Linked DNA regions of Mus musculus: region 1 is linked to region 2. A link is a contact called in public promoter capture Hi-C data. All regions are on one chromosome and are shown on one strand. The core of a region is the stretch at or near the end of the contact, and the rest is flanking DNA. Distances in the headings are between cores, read along the strand shown.

Region 1 (5,053 bases), core at 216-2,715, 480 kb after region 2:
AGAAATGAGGACACCAAGATGGGTGACAGTAGAGGAGGGTGCATCTGGCCTTCCCAGTGAACTCTCATTATTTCACTTGGCTAAGGGTCATTTTGTTCAACTGAGATGGAAGTCATGAAGCAGCTCTTTTAGCATCGGGTCCCTCTGATGTCCTTAATCAGGACACCTCTCAGCAGCACTCGGCGGCTGGAGAAAGGAACTCTCTGAGGCTCTCTGAATGCTCAGTAGTAGGGGCTTATAGCTATGCCTTCTCTGACTTCTGCAAGCCTGCTGAGTGCTTCTCTGACTTCTGCAAGCCTGCTGAGTGTGCCAGGGTCTGGCATCCATAGATGTCTTGTGCTCTTTGTGTTACTAACCCAACTCACTTTACGAACTATAGAGACAATAACTAAGCAATGCAATCATTAACAGGTTTTACTGTGGCCCACACTATATGAACATGAATGACGGAATGCAGAAAAGGGGTGTGCTAGTTAGTTAGTTGTTGTTATAAAATGCCCTGACAAAAGCAAATTAAGGAAGAAAGGGGTTTATTTTGACTTAGGATTCCTGAGGAATCAAGTCCCTCATATCAGGAAAACAATGGAAACATGTAAGGCTAGATAGGGTAGCAAGAGTAGAAAGTGAGCTAGTCACATTTTCATCTGCACACAGGAGGCAGACAGACATACAGACTGAGACAGAAACAGGCAGTCACTGAGAGAGAGGAAGAGACAGAGACAGAGAGAAAGTGAGAGAGTGACAGAGGGAGACAGACAGAGAAACAGAGACAGACAGAGACAGAGAGCTAGAGAGACAGAGACAGAGAGAGATCAGGAAGTGGGATGAGGCTATAAACCCTCAAAGCCCATCCATGGTGATATACTTCCTCCAGCAATGTTCTACTTCCTGAAGGTTCCATAACCTTTTCAAAGAGTACCACCAATTGGGGGTAAATGTTCAAATGTTCAACTACATGAGGCTATGTGGCAGGGAGCGTTTGTTTTTGTTTTGTTTTGTTTTTTTCATTCAAACCACAGCCAGGGAAGTCTCCCAGCCTTCTCTGTGAATAGTGAGAGAAACCCTGCTTATAGCCAGTCGAGACTACACACTAGCTGTCACCGGTTGGTACTGTTCCTTCCCAACCAGAGTAACACAGCTGTGAAGGGACGGACAGGAGTGGTCACTGATAAAGTTATCTGGAGCAGTTACTGGCAAGATCATCTAAGGGCTCTCTAAAGCTGTCAAGGCTTAAGGAAAGTTACTCAAATCAGAGATGCTGTTGGCATGGCAGTCACAATGATAATTGTGGTCCCAACAGTAGAAACAAAGTACCTTGGGGAGCCTGTCAGATTTGACGTCTGTCCCAGGTGTCAGTGGCTCGATCGATCCCTGGCTCTCTTAGCAGCCGCAGGGTATTTAAAGCACTCACCACAGTTAGAATAATGGCTGAGGAAGCAGATGCTTGATTAGCAGCTCACATGATGCCCCCAGGGAGTGGCTATCTACTCCAGTGAGCCTTCAGACACAGCAGCGGTGTCACCCACAGACCTGCTAGATGCTTAACTTGGTAACTAAGCTCATGATTCGGATCCAGATTTGTCACTGTCCTCCCTGGGGTAGTCGCCCGTTCTGCTCCCAGGAACCTCCTGATAGAATTTAGGCAAAGGGGAAACGTCTAGACAGCTTTCAGTCAAGCAACTAAATTGCTGGTACCTGGGGGGAAACATTGTGGTAGGCCGGCTGAAAGATCTGATATGGAAGTAATTAGTCATCTTCAGTGAACTTTATCTAAGAACATTTAACCCCCATCCAGTATCCTAGGGAGGGCTAAATTCTTCATATCCGGCTTAATTCCTGACATTTCTTTTTTCCCTTGCTCCTCAATCAGCTGTGCCCTGTGCTCAGAAATGATGGATGCAAAAATAAAGCTTCCTAATTCAGCTCCTGGTGCAAAGAAAAAGCATTTTTCTTTCTTTCTTTCTTTTTTCATTTTAATATTTTTATGTAAGGTCTCATTATATAGCTCTGATGGTCTAAAAATTCACTATGTAGAACAGACTGTCCTCATACACAGAGATCTTCCAGCCTCTGTCCAGCCACTATTTTACCTGGCTCTATTTTTTAAGATTTAGGTGTATTTAGTTTGTGTGTTTGTGTGTGTGTGTGTGTGTGTGTGTGTGTGTATGCCACACTTGTGGAGGTAAAAATACAACTGGTGAGAGTTCTCTACTAGCCATGTGGATCTAAATGCCAAACATACTTTCCCACTGTGGTAATTCTAGTGAGAAGTGAGAATAGCCCCCACAGGCTTATAGGTTTGACTGCTTGGTGCCCAGTTAGAACTGTTTGGAAAGGACTAGGATGTGTTGTCTTGTTACTGAGGTGTGATGTGGGAGGGGCTTTGGAGCTTCAAAGGCCCACACCTGCCCAGCGATTCTCTCTTTGTCTGCTGCCCATGGATCAGGATGTTCTCAGCTACGTTTCCAGAGTAGGTCTGTGTGGTGGTTGGAATAGGTATGGCCCCCTTAAGCTCACGTGTTTGAATTCTTGGCCAAGCTTAGAGAGAGGCACTATTAGGAGTTGTGGCTTTGTTGGAGTAGGCATGATCTGGTTGGAGGAAGAGTGTCCCTGTGGGGGTGGCCTTTTATATCTTGTGCCCAGTGTGGCACACAATCTCTTCTTCTGTCTTCAGCTCAAGAGGTACTCTTGAGAGTACCTCTCAGCTCTTTCTCCAGCACTATGCCTGCCTGCACTCTGCCATGTTTCCCACCATGAAGATAATGGACTAATCCTCTGAACCTGTAAGCCAGCCCCAATTAAATGTTTTCCTTTATAAGAGTTGCCATGGGCCAGGATGGGTGAAGAAGGTTAAGGGAAGAGAGAAATAAGAAATTAGTGCTAACAGTTTTAAGTTTTCCTTCTTGGATGATTAAAATATCCAGATGTTGATTGTGGCAAAAGCTGCCCAATTCTGTGAACGTAGTAAGAGCAGTTGGCTTGTGTTCTTTAAATTAGATAACTGGGAGCCAGAAAGATGGCTCAGCAGTCAAGAGCACTTACTACTCTTGAAGAGGACCCAGAGTGTGTACTCATTATACACAACATCTGTAACTCCAGTTCCAGGAGATCTAACACCCTTTTTCTGGTCTCTACAGACTCCTGCACACACATGGTACACATATATATATATTCAGATACACATATACACATAGTAATTGCAAATAAGTTAGGCAGTATAGCAAGGCCAGTTTCAGGTTGGCAAGATGGCTCATTGAGTATGATGCTTGCCTCCAAGCCTGACAACCTGAGTTCATTCCCTGGGACCTATATGGTAGAAGTAGAGAATTTGACCTTTGACCTTTACATTTATGCTCTGAGACATGTATGCCTTCTCCTCTTGCACACACACACACACAAAATAAATGTAATTAAATTATCTGAAGAAACAAGAATTTTCTAAAGGCTGATGTGGTAGTCCATTTTTTTTTATGGAATCTTAGCATTTGGTAGGTCGATGCAGAAGAACTCAGACTTCAAAGACATTTTAATTAGTTTGAAGCCAGCCTGAGCTACATGAGACCCTGTCTGGATGGGAATAAAACATGATTGCAAAGATGTTAGGCAGTTCATGAAATCTAAGTAAAGGGTAGAGAATCAAGCTCTGAGGCCAGGCTTGGCAGTTTATGCCTGTAGATAATTCCAACACTCAGGAGGGTTGGTAGATGAATTGCCAGAATTTCAGAGACAGCCTGTGCTACAGAATGAGACCTGCTACCATATCCCATCCCTTATCATCCCTCCTCAAAATGACTCAGAGGAAGCAAGGTAGAGACAGACTATTGCTCCAAATTTGGACCAGTGTGAAAGATGCTCCTGTTTAGGACTGGAGGTATAACTCAAATGTTAAAGTCTTTGCCAAATATGCACAAAACACTGGTTTTCATCCCCAGTGTCAGGTAAACCAGATGTAGTGCAGGCAATCCCAGCAGATGTAGTGCAGGCAATCCCAGCACTACAGAGGTGAAAGTAGGAGGTCAGAGTTCAAGGTCAGCCTAAACTCCATGAGATCAAGAGACTCTGCCTCAAGGACAAGGGAATGAAAAAATTGAAGAAGAGAGGAGAGGAGAAAGGAAGAAAGGAAAAGGGGAGAGGGAGGGAAGAGAAAGGGAGGGAAGGAAAGAAAGGAGAATGGGCAACTAGGTACACCATCATTCTTTGTATCTCTGTCTTACCTTTCCCCAGAGAAGCCGCACATAGAACCGTGAGATAGGTGGAGTACGGAACTGACTCAATAGGGTAACACTGGGCAAGCAAGTACTTTGGCTTCCATAAAAGAAGGTAAAGCAAGAGTCCCCAACAAGCCCCAGATGGATGGAAACTTTTTCCAAAAAAAGAAAAGGAAAAGAACTTCCATGCTCAGAGCCAAAGATGGCAACCATGATCTGTCCCTGTGCATACCATCCAAGGTGATGCCTTAAATAAACCCTCCTGTACCTCCTGCCTTCCCACACACTTGCTGCCAGGTGCCCAAGGAGGATTTCTTTTCTGTAAATAAGTGACTGACAGTCCTGTGGGTGAGAAGGTTGAGCTCTTCAACAATTCAATATGCAAATTTTTCAAACATAATGGTTAAAAGAATTTGACAATGACTATCTACTCATATCCTGCTTGAGCTCTTCCAATAGCAGCTTACCCCGAATGGTTTTATAATATAGCATTTTTATTAATTATTTGAGAATCTCATCCTTTCATGCAATGTTCTTTGATCATACCCACCTCCCCTAACTCCTCTCAGATCCATCCTTCACCCTTTCTTACTTTGAGTCCTCTTGGGTTTTTTGTTTGTTTTTTTTATTTTAATAATCCTCAAAGCACAATTTCTGCTACTCATACACTCATCTGTATAGGGTCATACACTGGAGCTTAGTGGACTTACTAGGGGCCATGCCTCTAAAGAAAACTGACTCTCCTTCTCCCAGAAGCCATCAGTAACATCAGTAACAGAAGCAACAGTTCCTCAGCTAATTAGGGGGACTAGTGAGTCCTTCCCACCACCATGCTGGATTGTCAA
Region 2 (5,024 bases), core at 177-2,676:
CTTCTGTGGAAGGCAGGCTCCCGTGAGAGAAGCTCGTATACTTGGCATTGAGGAACTCCTATGTCTGGAGCCTTGAAATATGCCAGGATCTGGCCCTATAGTTTCCCTATATAACTACATTAAATCCTCACTGCAGCCGACTTACCTAAGGAAATGGAGGCTTCAAGACCCCTGTTTTTTTTGTTTGTTTGTTTTTCTTTCTTTCTTTTTTGTTTTTGTTTTTGTTTTTTCCACACAGGGTTTCTCTGTGTAGCCCTGGCTGTCCTGGAACTCACTCTGTAGACCAGGCTGTCCTCGAACCCAGAGATCTGCCTGCCTCTGCCTCCCGAGTGCTGGGATTAAAGGTGTGCGCCACCACGCCCGGCTAAGACCCCTGGTTTGTTCAAGGACATGCAATAATGAACAAGATTGTCTAGGTCTCCTTAACATCCACATTCATGGTCATCTCTATTCACCTATAGTGGTTACTAAAGAGATGAAGGACAAAGTGAAGGGAGAAGAGAGCAACATGCAGGGGGCAAGGAGGAGGGGATGGAGGAAGAAGGAAGGAAGGCTATGAAAGGGGGAAGGGAAAGAGACAGGAGAAAAGGGAGAAGAAAAGAGGCAAGGTATGTAGTGGAGGAAGGGATGGAAGGAGAGAGGAAGAGAGGGGAATGAGGGAATCTGGGGTGAAGCTAGGCACAAAGATAAAATGAGTTGTTGGAGGCGAGGTGTGAGCAGCATAGCATAGAGCAGGTGGAGTCTCCCACTCACCTGTTGGTGTGAAGTCAGCACGGCATGCAGGCCCTGCAGAAGGTGAAGAGTTGGTTTTTACAAAGCCCTTTGTGGACTACCGTCTCCCCTCTAAGGAGCCCTAGACTCTGATTACATGAAGCCTGCCACCGTCTTTTTTAGGATCAAGCAAAACTCTGTACTTCCATTCCCCATACTTAAGAAGCTGCTGTCTGACCCAAGAGGACAGGCCTCTGTTCCCCACCTTTCCTAAGAACAATACTTTGCTCCTTGGGGTTTCTCTGCCTTGGGGTTTGAAGGTTTAGATGCCCCCTCCCTCCAGCACAGTAGACTTGCCCATTTACCATGAGAACTGAATACATTCTTTGACCCCTAGATATCCCTTACTCTCCTCTGCCTGGAGATCCAGAGAAACCTATGCTCACCCCCGACCCAGCAATCTGTCTTCCCCCGTTTAGGACTCAGGTATCTGGGTACCAGTCCTGATTCCTTTTTCTAAATTGGATGTTGAATTCCATATGAACAGATATAGCCCTCAGCCCAGCCAAGGATCCACACACAGGGGAGGGACAGCTCACAGAGAGTCGACAGCTGGAGTATCAGCGACAGGACCATGGTGGGCACTCTCCGTGGAGCTGAGGAAAAGGTTGACCCTGCCTTTTTCACTCTGAGGAAATGAAGCAACACCAGAAAGCCATGTGAGAGTCCTGTTTAGGGAACAGAGGAGTCAGGTGGAGGCTCCTGGGTAACTGTGTCATAGTTTCATTGTCTTGGAAAAAGTTGCAAGATGGAACAGTCATAGCCTCTGGTGTTCTTTAATTTAACTTAAAAGTTGGGGAGGAGGGCTGAGGACGTTGTCGCTAAGTAGAAGACCACTTGCCCAGAGTAGCCTCAGCACTGAGGAGAGAAAGGAAAGGGGCAGGTGGGAGGAAGAAAAATGGAAAAGAGGAAAAAAACAACAACAACAACAAAAAAAACAAAACAAAAAGGTAGAAAGGGAAAAAGAAGCTTGCTGTACAATATGTACTATGCCGGTAACAAGAGAAGGCTCAGACTCCATTACTGCTCTCACTGTCCAGTCCAGATATGTTAATTTTTTTAAGTGATGTGCATTATCTTAGAGGCTCAGGCTTGTAATCTCACCAGCTTGAGAAACCAAGGCAGGAGGCTGTCAAGTTCAAAGATTGCAGGGCCAACTTGAGCCATTTAATGCCCTGTCTCAAAATAAAAAGTAATGAAAGGGCTGAAAAATGTGGCTCAACAATAAAAGATATGCCTAAAATCCACCAGCAGGGACCTGGGATAGTAGAATCTATCAGCAAGTGGACGGAGGAGTGGCTCAATCGGAGATGGGTAGCCTAGCCTGTCCTGGTTTCAGTTTTCAGCACTAAGGGGCAGATGGAGGGAAAAGCCATGATCTGCATGCTAGTAACACAAAGCACAGGCAGTCCTTAATATATTTGGGATTAATTTAGAATTTCCAGAATGAGCTTATGTCTAGATGTGATCTCAATGTAAAGCTGACTTTTTTTTTTTTAAGGTTTATTTATGAGTACACTGTTGCAGTCTTCAGACACACCAGAAGAGGGCGTCAGATCCCATTGCAGATGGTTGTCAGTCACCATGTGGTTACTGGAAATTAAACCTTTGGAAGAGCAGACAGAGCTCTGAGCCATCTCTCCAGCCCAAAGCTGACTTTATTACAGGAGAACGTTATGTTACTTCTCCGATGCATTTGCTGAGTTATAAACTATAAGAAAATGGTGAGGCCAGCAGGTGTTCAAGGTGGTTTAAATCTTTCAGTCCTCTTAAGCCTCACTCCAGAACTACAACTCCCGAAAGGGTCCACGTCCTCGCCCAAGGGGCGGGGCCTCACGCAAGGAGAAGGACCACAACTCCCAGAGAGCTCCGCTCCTTGTCGCCGCCAAGAACAAGATGGCCGGGAGTAAGTACAGGTTTGGAGCTCGCGGGGATCAAGTAGTTCCAGGAAACTGTGGGCTGATCCGTGGCTGAGTCTCAGTGGAGCCTTGGGGACCGGTAATCCGTCCCAGAATAGGGGCGCGGCAGTCACGAGGGTGCAGAGCAGGGGTGATACGAGAGTGTTAGAGGTCACCGCAGTAGTCCCCAAGGGTGACTGTCTTCTCACCTCTCTAGGAATCTCTGCCTTCCTCAAGAATGCCTGGGCGAAGGAGCCGGTGCTGGTGGTGTCCTTCTCTGTCTGGGGCCTCGGTGAGTGCCCCCTTCCCCGGCGCGAAAGTGCATCCTCCACCCGGAAGTCATCAGCATTCCACGGCACAGTTTCATCTCGCATCCCCTTGCCAGCCATATCCTGACATTACTGTCGCTCTTCCCTCACCACACACAAGAGGTGCACATTCAACTCAGTTTGACTCTGTAGGCAGAACTCCTCGGCGAAGTCTGACTTATGCAAATCTCTCAGCAAGCCTCCCACCTTGCAGTGGGACAGGGTTACTCACAGTTCTGATGCATTGAAGCCCGGGAGATGGAGGTGACCTGTTAAATTTTCATTCTGAAAGTCTGGGGTGAGGCCTTGGATTTGGCAGCCATCACAGTACCAAAATTGTCAGTATTGCTGGCCTGGAGTGTGACAGAGAAGTTCTAAAACCCACCACCAGCTATCTACCACCCTGACTTTCAAAGACCTAGAATGCTCTAATGTATGTGGTTTTAATTGATTATATGTTGAAATAGTGATTTAATGTATACTTGGTTCGTTCTTAAAGTTAAAATTACATTTTTTAAGGTGTGTGTGTGTGTGTGTGTGTGTGTGTGTGTGTGTGTTGGCTACCAGTTGGGTTTGGGGGGTCGGAGGACAACTTACTGGAGTCAGTGCTCATTCTGAGTTCCAGTGAGCAGGTAATTTTAACTATTGAGCTCTCTCACCACACTAAGGTTAAAAACTTCCTTGAACTGACTTCTTCTGAATCTTTTCAGTTTTCTTTTTTATAGAGGATACAAATCACTTAGCTCAAGTGGGCCTCAAACTCACAGCAGTCTGCCTTGGGTTCTTATGTGTTGATATCACACGCCTGAGCCACCATCCCTGCATATCTTTATTTTATTTTATTTTAATTATTATTATTATTATTTGGTTTTTCGAGACAGGGTTTCTCTGTGTAGCCCTGGCTGTCCTGGAACTCACTCTGTAGCCCAGGATGGCCTCGAACTCAGAAATCCACCTCTGCCTTCCAAGTGCTGGGATTAAAGGCATGCGCCACCACTGCCCGGCACGTATCTTTTCTTAAAAATGTGTGTGCGCCTCTGGAGGCAAGAAGAGGACGTAGGTTCTTTTTCCTTTGGAGTGGGAGATATTAGGCATTTATGAGCTGCCTGACATGGCTGCTGCGGATTGAACTCAAGTCTTCTGGACGACTAGAAAGTACTCTCCTTACCTGAAGAGCCATCTCCCAGCCCCCTCAGCTTTTACACACTATGTTATCTGTGTTTCTGTATCCACATATGTGGGAGTGCTCACAAAAGCCAGATACGTTTGTTGGATGCTGTGGAACTGGAGTCAAAAGGTGCTAGGAGCCAAACTCTGCAAAGCAGCAAGTGTTCTTAATTGCTGAGCCATCTCTAGCCCCTTAACATGTGTAGTTTAAGATGTGAAATTAACATGTGGTTATTAACTTGTATCAGCAACACTAACCTGATACATTCCTTTCATGGCTATAGCCCACATGGGCTAATCTAAAGGCTATCTATCGTGACCAGTCTTTGGACCTCATGTGTTCCTGAGTGCTTGTCTCCAACCTCTATGCTATTCTCCACTCTCAGGATTTACACTGACCCAGGTTAAGTGGGGATGGTTGAGTGCTGAGGACCCACCAAAGGGCCCTACTGGTTGTGCTGGCCTTTTCTCGCTCCCTTTTGCCAGGGCTTTTTCTACCCTTTCCCCACCCCTGGAGAGCTACTTCATCCTGGGGTCTTTTGTCTTTCTCCACAGCTATAATTATGCCCATGATTAGCCCCTACACCAAGTATGCTAGCATGATCAACAAGGCCACACCCTACAACTACCCAGGTGAGCAGGGACCTGTGTTGGGGGGAGGGCCAGACATCTGTGTAGGAGAGTCCTTAATGCATTGAAATGTTCTTTGTCCACGCTTTTTTTTTTCCTTTCCTTTTCTTTTCTTTTCTTTTTTCTTTTCTTTTGAGATAGGGTTTCTCTGTGTAGCCCTGGCTGTCCTGTAACTCACTTAGTAGACCAGGCTGGCCTTGAACTCAGAAATCCACCTGCCTCTGCCTCCCAAGTGCTGGGATTGAAGGGG

The links. Promoter capture Hi-C pulls out the DNA fragments that hold promoters and counts their contacts.
Region 1: a promoter capture Hi-C map of the HPC-7 cell line shows a contact between it and region 2. The contact joins the enhancer-like site here to the promoter of Oscar in region 2. A contact is called at or near these places in 17 of 39 promoter capture datasets (the 3T3-L1 cell line, the C10 cell line, the HPC-7 cell line and 11 more), 2 of 484 Hi-C or Micro-C datasets (the HPC-7 cell line and bone marrow-derived macrophages), 3 of 115 datasets of contacts at active chromatin or transcription factors (bone marrow-derived macrophages, large pre-B cells and pancreatic cancer cells) and 1 of 9 other capture datasets (liver).

What each region holds. Positions count from the first base shown.
Region 1 is chr7:4,089,931-4,094,983 of GRCm38.p6, forward strand. All of the region lies in intron 6 of 9430041J12Rik (RIKEN cDNA 9430041J12 gene), which reads right to left. Among named protein-coding and RNA genes, the nearest start is that of Gm23741, 9.4 kb to the right of the region's middle. Within about 2 kb of position 1,466, at least 40 of the 459 cell types and tissues checked have an H3K27ac peak or open chromatin away from gene starts, as enhancers often do. A contact at or near this core is called in the HPC-7 cell line and hematopoietic stem and progenitor cells, where this site is marked.
Region 2 is chr7:3,614,731-3,619,754 of GRCm38.p6, forward strand. Oscar (osteoclast associated receptor) reads right to left here and starts at 1,427. Exons shown (of 5, transcript NM_001290377.1): 1 at 1,311-1,427; 2 at 754-786. The coding sequence starts at 1,347. It overlaps Ndufa3 (NADH:ubiquinone oxidoreductase subunit A3), which reads left to right and starts at 2,643. Exons shown (of 4, transcript NM_025348.3): 1 at 2,643-2,677; 2 at 2,887-2,961; 3 at 4,700-4,777. The coding sequence starts at 2,668.